Linked DNA regions of Mus musculus: region 1 is linked to region 2. Evidence: chromatin contacts called from public Hi-C data. All regions are on one chromosome and are shown on one strand. Each heading gives the region's core, a stretch centred on a gene start, on an enhancer-like site or on the middle of the called end of the contact. The rest is flanking DNA. Distances are from core to core; before and after follow the strand shown.

Evidence for each region. Hi-C and Micro-C count contacts between places; a contact is called where the count stands out from the background.
Region 1: a contact with region 2 is called in a Hi-C map of rod photoreceptor, with 2.4 times the contacts expected there. The contact joins two enhancer-like sites. A contact is called at or near these places in 13 of 39 promoter capture datasets (the 3T3-L1 cell line, the HPC-7 cell line, cranial neural crest and 9 more), 2 of 15 datasets of contacts at CTCF or cohesin (CD8 T cells and pro-B cells), 47 of 484 Hi-C or Micro-C datasets (the AML12 cell line, B cells, the BV-2 cell line and 26 more), 3 of 115 datasets of contacts at active chromatin or transcription factors (CD8 T cells, large pre-B cells and memory CD8 T cells) and 3 of 9 other capture datasets (adipose tissue, liver and pancreatic islet).

What each region holds. Positions count from the first base shown.
Region 1 is chr1:80,405,857-80,410,034 of GRCm38.p6, forward strand. No RefSeq gene overlaps it. Among named protein-coding and RNA genes, the nearest start is that of Gm38673, 20 kb to the right of the region's middle. Within about 2 kb of position 2,870, at least 32 of the 459 cell types and tissues checked have an H3K27ac peak or open chromatin away from gene starts, as enhancers often do. A contact at or near this core is called in rod photoreceptor, where this site is marked.
Region 2 is chr1:80,290,430-80,294,346 of GRCm38.p6, forward strand. The region is part of intron 3 of Cul3 (cullin 3); the gene reads right to left. Among named protein-coding and RNA genes, the nearest start is that of Cul3, 48 kb to the right of the region's middle. Within about 2 kb of position 2,307, at least 7 of the 459 cell types and tissues checked have an H3K27ac peak or open chromatin away from gene starts, as enhancers often do. A contact at or near this core is called in rod photoreceptor, where this site is marked.

The DNA.
Region 1 (4,178 bases), core at 1,620-4,119, 120 kb after region 2:
GAGTTCAGAGAGAAATAGAAAGGGTGAGTTTATTCTGTAGTAAGCCTCTAAGATGACAATTATGTCTAGCAAATAAAAGTTACTTTTATAGTGAATGGATACTCTAACTATAAAGAAAATCAGAAGGCAAATAAGTAGAGGCTAGGCAGCTTGTGTATACCGTGCAGCAGACTTTTAGCTGTCAGGTACAATGTTTATTAGGAAATATCCATGAAGTTGTGGGCCATTAATTCTGAAGGAAGAGGTGATAGCCGGAAATAGAGACCAAGCTGTTGGTGAAATATTGAATTTTTCAAAATGTTGGATGGAAAGGAAATATGATTGGTGTGATAGAATTTTTCTTTTCCTGCAAAGACATTTTTGAATTCCGAAGTGTTTTTTTTTTTCAAAGAAATAAGCAGCCAGGCATGGTGGCGTACGCCTTTAATCCCAGCACTTGGGAGGCAGAGGCAGTGGATTTCTGAGTCTGAGGCCAGCTTGGACTACAGAGTGAGTTCCAGTACAGCCAGGGCTTATACAGAGAAACTGTGTCTCAAAAACAAAACAAAAAACAAACAAACAGCTGGGCGTGGTGGCTCACGCCTTTAATCCCAGCACTTGGGAGGCAGAGGCAGGCGGATTTCTGAGTTCGAGGCCAGCCTGGTCTACAGAGCGAGTCCCAGGACATCCAGGACTACACAGAGAAACCCTGTCTCGTAAAAAACAAAACAAAACAAAACAAAACAAAACAAAACAAAACAAAAAAAACAACCAACCAACCAAAAATCAAACAACATCTTAACTAGAAACATACACACACATACACACTGACTGTTTACATGAGAGTACACTGTTAAGCTAAATTGTTGTATACATCATCTTTTCAAGGTGATGTACTCATAATGCCTGATATTAATCCTCTTTCTCACCTCTGACATCAAACACAGGAAGAATTCCTATGTATGGAGTATTGACCAGATTCCGTGAGTGCTTTTCATATAGCTATGTACATAAGCCCTAGCTGTGAAGCATTGTCATCCCGCTTCTATGATAAAAGTGGGGCCTACCCATTGGACACGCAAACTTTATATGCCCCAGTACAGGGGAGCGCCAGGGCCAAAAAGGGGGAGTGGGTGGGTAGGGGAGTGGGGGTGGGTGGGTATGGGGGACTTTTGGTATAGCATTGGAAATGTAAATGAGCTAAATACCTAATAAAAAATGGGAAAAAAAAAGTGGGGCCTAAAGGAGCCAGGTAACTTGTTTAAAGTCAGCTCGTAAGTGGTGTTGGTGAGGGCTCTGAAATTTCAGGGTAGGCGATCTAATCCCAGAAGGTACAATTTATACATATTCAATACCTCTTCTGCAATCAAGGTTTAGAAAATTTCAAGCCACCCGAGTCTGCTTTGCTGTGAGGTGAAGAGGCTGAAACAATCTATTCTTCTTCTTCTTTTCCTGAGATTTATCTGAATTCTCTTAACTATCCTTGAAAACCAAAAAGGACAACAAATACTTAAAATGTATAAGATGTGGACATTTAAGGAGGTTTTACAGATGGATGAAGAAGCAGTGGGCAAGAAAACAGACTGGGTAGGGAAGGGTAGCTTCCGTTCTACTTAAACCTACAGCAGTGTAATGCAGGGCCAGTTAATATCTCTGAGCACCAAAGTCATCATTTGTAAAATGAGTGGACACATTGCTTAGTCGTTGTCTGGAACTCGCACATACCAAAGATACACCTACATTAAATGATACCAGGAGAGGCACCGGGTGGTTCCTGGCACATGGGAAGGGCTCAGGGGATGTGAGTCCTTGTAATATTTGCAGAGGCTAGTGGTGGAATTCTAGACTGGGCATGGATCTGCAACTAAATCTCAGATAAGCATCTTAAAACTTGGAGGTTCAATTCTGTTTTTATCAAGGAGAATTAAGTTCCTTGGAAAATGATTTGGGGGAGTTTAATTCCTTTTTTTAAAAAAAATTATTATTTTCTTTATTTACATTTCAAACGTTATCCCTTTTCCTAGTTTCCCCTCCGAAAATTCCCCATCCTCTTCCCCTTCCCCTGCTCCCCAACCCACCCACTTCCACTCCTGCCCCTGGCATTCCCCTATATTGGGGCATAGAGCCTTCACAGGACCAAGGGCCTCTCCTCCCATTGATGACCGACTAGGCCATCCTCTGCTACACATGCAGCTAGAGTACCATGTGTTTTCTTTGGTTGATGGTTTAGTCCCAGGGAGCTCTGGGGGTACTGGTTAGTTCATATTGTTGGTTCTCCTATGGGGCTGCAAACCCCTTCAGCTCCTTGGGTACTTTCTCTAGGTCCTTCATTAGGGACCCAGTGCTCTGTCCAATGGATGACTGTGAGCATCCACTTCTGTATTTGTCAGGCACTGGCAGAGCCTCTCAGCAGTTATATACTATATATATATATATATATATATAGTGCATTGTCACAGTACATGGCTAGCCAGCATTTCTTAGTTGACATATTGGTTACTAGTAACGATTTATTTATTTATTTTGTGCAGTAAAATCTATGTGTAAGAAAACAAAACCAAGTAAAAGCGAGGAAGATGGGACACATACTGAATTTCTATGTCCACATGGAATATTAAGAAATAAAGTAGCATGCGAAAGATGGCCTGGTTCAGTACACAGGTGGATGGTACTTCACTGGATCACTACATCAATGAAGGGAGAGGATGGTTTGAGAAGTGAAAAACGAGTTCTTGATGTGCCACAGGGAGCTTGGAAGCCTTAGTGACTTTTCCTGTTTTGTGGTCCTCACAGGGGATCTTGCCTAGTTTGAAACTGAGTGAGCCCTCCAGCCCCTGCCTCTGGAGCCAGAGCCTATGAAAATTAGGAAGGATCGCCCTCTAGAGGTCACATTAACAGCATCATTGTGAACCCAGGAGGATGTGGGCAAGATGCCAATCTCCTTCATGAGGACCTTGCAACTGAAAGCAACTTGCTAATTTGAGAGGCCACGAATTCAAGGTTTGCAAAGGGTGGAAGGCTTTACCACGTGGGGCTAATTAGCACAATTTAGGTAATTAGACAATCCAGTTTGCCTCCCTTCTGAGGCTTTCTCATCACACTAATTGAATAAAGCAGTGGATCTTTAATGACAAATCCCTTTCATAAGCAGGAAATTAAAAATCACTAAACAAAAGAAACAACAGTTAATTAGCAAGAGGTGGCACATTTCTTCGACTCTGTCATGGCGACAAGAGTAACTATTTAAACATCATCTTTATAATTCGGTTCATTTGTCAAGACTAGAATGTATGGAAATATCAGGGCCACTAAATTTTGCTTAGATTTCTACCTTATACTATTTGTCCAGGAATGTGCTACAATTAATAAACTATATGACTAAAGGTGTGAAAGATAAGTCTAGAGGGATTTAGACAGAGACCTGTATCTTTTTGAAGATTTAATAAACATTTGCGAAGAAGGCCTAACTAAGCAGGGTAAACACAACATCCAAATCTAAACAAAATGTCTTCGCTCAAAATAGCTCTCATTATGAAACACACATACACATCAAAGATACATATCCACTTTGACCAGACAGATTCTAGTGTATTCATGTTAGCATTTATGGCACAAGCTACAGACACTCGCTTTTAGAGTCATATGATTTACGTCCATAATAGCAAGCTTCTGGTGATGCTGTTCTGTCGTCTCTAAGGCTAAACAAAGCCCTAACAACTTAGAAATGGGTACATGGTAGGACTCTGTAGGCAATAACACTCAGTTCTCTGTTACTATTAGCATGTGGGAAAACTGCATTCAAAAGGAGAAAAAAAAAAACCCCACATTTGTTTTAAGATGCCATACTTCTGAATGGTTTTTTTTTTTTTTTTTTTTTTTTTTTTTTTTTGGTAAGTCGTTCAAAGTGAGCTGAAGATGAATTGCTGATTGAGCCCTGGCTGCAATTCTTCCCAGACCATAAATTCTCCCAGTCAGGCACAAAATCAGTAAACAAGACTTATAGCATCGGGGAAGTGCAAAGCAGAGAGCTTCAAGGCAGGATGTGGAATTGACTTGTAAGATGAAGCCCTTAGATACAGACCTACACGACCAGAAAAAAAAAAAAAAAGTCTTTTTTTGACAAAGCACAGAAACATTGGGCTACTGATTTAACCTGAACAAGATGTATGGAAAAGTCTTATCGAGGATCCTGGCCAGAG
Region 2 (3,917 bases), core at 1,057-3,556:
TAAAAAGTACTGGTAATTGCAAAAAGTCTTCTGTGTCAGCTACATGATAAGTCTATGGAACATTAAACAAATATTATAAAGAAATATAGCAAAGAGCCAATCAAAGTATAAAGGACACCCAAGAAACTTAAGTATAGTTATGTAAAATTAGTAAGAATCTTTTACAGCAAATGCCTGACATGTATGTCTAGTTACTTCAAGTAAGACAAAGGCTGCATGTATGAAAGGCATGTTTTAAACAAGATCTTACTGTTTATTAGCACTGAGAAGGAATTCGGCCTTGAGGTAGACAAGAACACGTTCAGAACTTACTGCAGTTGGAATCTCCCCTTTATTAACTACATGGTTGATTTTACATTAATACAGTAATAATGTAGCTCTAATCATTTAAATTGCAGATGTTTGTTAATTTAAAAAGACCCTTTACTACTCTCAAAAGGAACCAGGGATAATAAAAAAAAATCACCCCCAAAGACAGATAATAAATACATTAAGAACTAATTTTAAGTGTTGTATTCTCAGGATTATACCAAATGCAGTTACGTCAACTACTTACGGCAAAGAATGCAAATAAAATAGCCTGATTTGACTTGCCCTTTAAAACCCCAAATTCAGACATTTTAAATATAAAATATCTGAAAGCTCAATAAAGTCTACATCTCATCAACATAGAGATAAACCACATTTTAATTTGATTTGTATTTCTCTCACAGTAGTTATTTCTTGCCCAAGCACGGAGAGCGAACAGGAATCTTCCTAAGCTTGGGAGGCAGTCCATGGCACAAAACGGGGATCAAAAATGGAGACCATCTCATGCCTGTCCTTTCACAGAACTGGGTAGGGAGTCAGATCCTGCTACTGACTTTACAATGGTTCATTTCATAAACTAACTTGTAAATACAGTATCTTACAACTTTTCAGTCCTTGCTAAGAACAACTAACTATAAACTAGATAACAATTTTTAAGAAAAGCACTACTTGTTTAAAAATACCAACGTAGGAATTGGGGTAGAGATACAGTCTAGATATAACCTTAACCAGGTGATCTCCATATCAAATTCCTTCCTCTAATATCTAATTAAGGTCTACGGGTACCTATTATCTCCCAACAGACAGAGTTAAGGAGGTACCTGGCTGTACAAAGCTGCAGATATTAAAACGTCAACCATTTTAGCAAAGTTTATCCTTTCCCTTCTGACAGCTCAAAAGCACCAAGACACCCAACCGTTTACTAGGAATATAAAAGATCAAACTCAGATCAAAAGCATGTCTAGAGGTGCAAACACCCACGATGCCAAAGTAGTTTTAACCTAAACAGAGTCAAGAAATACCAGTGTAAGTGGACCATATGGCTTCATTACTCAAGAAATGGTATGAAAAGTCATATTACAAGTCATGGTCCGTGGCTCCGAGTTCATGAAATAATCAATGTGCAAAAGGAGGAATGTTTAAGTTCTACCATTCCTATCTAGTCTTTATTTTGAACAATGTTTGCTTCCAAGATTAAACAGGTGCTGAGGCTGGTAGCATACACCCATACCTCAACATCAACAACAAAATGCCCACTACACTAAGCTCTTCATAGCTAGTCTCTCAGAGCAAGAGTTTGAACTCACCTTGATAGGCTTAATCACAAGACAAGGTCATATATCAAAAAGTAATAGAAGTGTTTTAAAACAAGGTTCCTTTCAAGCCATGAAATAGATAGGTTAAAAAGGGCTTAAAACAATGAGAACAGAAACAAAAGAGAAAAAAGTCAAAGCACAAAAACAGTTTTTCTACAGAACCAGGAAAAAAAAGTCTAACTCATAGTTTACAAAATGAACTTAGTATTTCCTCAATGCAACTCTGATTGTATTTTTTACAAAGGTCACCAGGTAAGGTGTAAAACAGTAAGCTGTCCACTGACTGTGAATACACAGCACTATCTCCTGATAAACCGAGTAGAAAAGCACAGGATGGATTACTGAAAAACCTCATCTGGATGCCTTAAACTCAGTCATGGTAGTTTTAAAGAAATTTAACCTAAACAGAGTCAAGAAATACCTGTGTAAGTGGAGCACATGGCTTCATTACTCAAGAAATGGTATGAAAAGTCATACAACCACTGTACAGTGGGCTCAAAATCTTTATCAAGGCTGTGAAATTTTAAACTAAATACCATTCTAGTTGTTGAAAGAAAAAAACTTGTAATTTTCACTCAGGAATCACCTATCAAAACACAAGATAAGATAAACTCTACTGTTCTCCACTGTAAAATTCTATAATCAACAAGCAGGATAAAAATAACATTAGGAAGTAATCTCTATTAGACTCCTGGGAGCTCAGAAGACGTGTGGCATACATCAGGGAGGTGGAGAGATGGTTCAGTGGGTAAGAGAACTTGCTGCTTTTCCAGAGAACCCAGGTTCAATGCCCAACCACACAGGTCTAACTCCAGTCTTGGCAATCTTCTGACCTTGACAGGCACTGCTTGAATGTGGAGCCCAGACATACTTGCAGACGCGCGCATAAACACAAACACACACACACACACACACACACACACACACACACACACACATATATTCAAAAAGCATAAAACATTTTCAATCAGCCCTATTTCTGACACTTACTATGACCTTCATATCTGTTCCAATATCTATAAGCATCTACCTCAAATGTCATCCATTTGCAATGTTAACAACAATAGAAAGAAATGCCAAAGCTACGGCTGCCTTCAAATTTAAAAATAAAAACCCATTACTAAAATAAAAAGCAAATCCAGATGTGGTGGCACATCATGCCTTGAATCCCAACACTCAGGAGGCAGAGGCAGACAGACCTGAGTTTAAGGTCAGTTTGGTCTATAAAGTTCCAGGACAGCCAAGACTACACAGAGAATCACTGTCCCAAAAACCTAAATAAACAAACATTCAACAGAAGAAAACAATAGCAACAAGTAAACAACAAACAATAAGTGGTGGTCAGGAGAGAATGCAGAGGAGCTGAACTCTTAGTACTGCAGTACTAAGCAGAAAATAGCATCCAAGTTTGTCTCCCCTACAAGAGCCTCCTCCCAGGATGAGATTAGCTAAACCACCGGCCTCCTTAATCAGCTGAAAACTTCTCCACTCAGAGAAAATATACAGACTGAGTTTCCGGATGGCTGGTGGTGGTGGGTCTCCCTTAGAGCACAGACCCATCACATCTCAATTTTTCTACAACTGGGTTCGTGTCCTTTCTGTATTTTCTCGTACCCCAATCAGATTTCCAGAACTAAGCCATGGAGAAAATACAACAATAAAACAAAATCCAAAAAAAAAAAAAAACAAAAACAAAAACAAAACAAAAAACAAAAAAAAAACCCAACAGAATAAAGAAAACTCAGCATTAAGATGCTACCTGGCAGTCATGCAGTCCAACAGCATGGCTAATACTCAGGCTTTTAGCTGGGATGTTAAAAGGGGCTACAGCCACTGTGTAGAAGGCTATACACTTAATAATACCTTAAAGTAGTTTCCACCAGATCATGTTTTCCTATTTGTCAACCTACTAAAACAAAATTAAACCTTCTTTAGAAGAAAGAAGTTATCATTCATTGCTTCTAGCTTTTCACACAACACCAGCGGTCAATCCACAGCTATTAACATTGTCCTCCATCAACACAAAGCAAAGATTAACTCAGACTCGAATGTCTGAATATTTATTATAACTGGAGTGGGAGGTGAGAGGTGGGGGTCAAGGAGGGAGACAGTGACACAGTTCAGGAAGCCAGTGTTACATGCTAAGGTATTACTCAGACCACTTACTCAGACTTTTAAAAACCAAAAACATAACAATATCAAGGATACAGTTTAAAATAGAAATATGGAAAGAAAACATGCACACAGCAAAATTTATTACTGGAAATCAGGAGTAATTCTATAAAAGTTAAA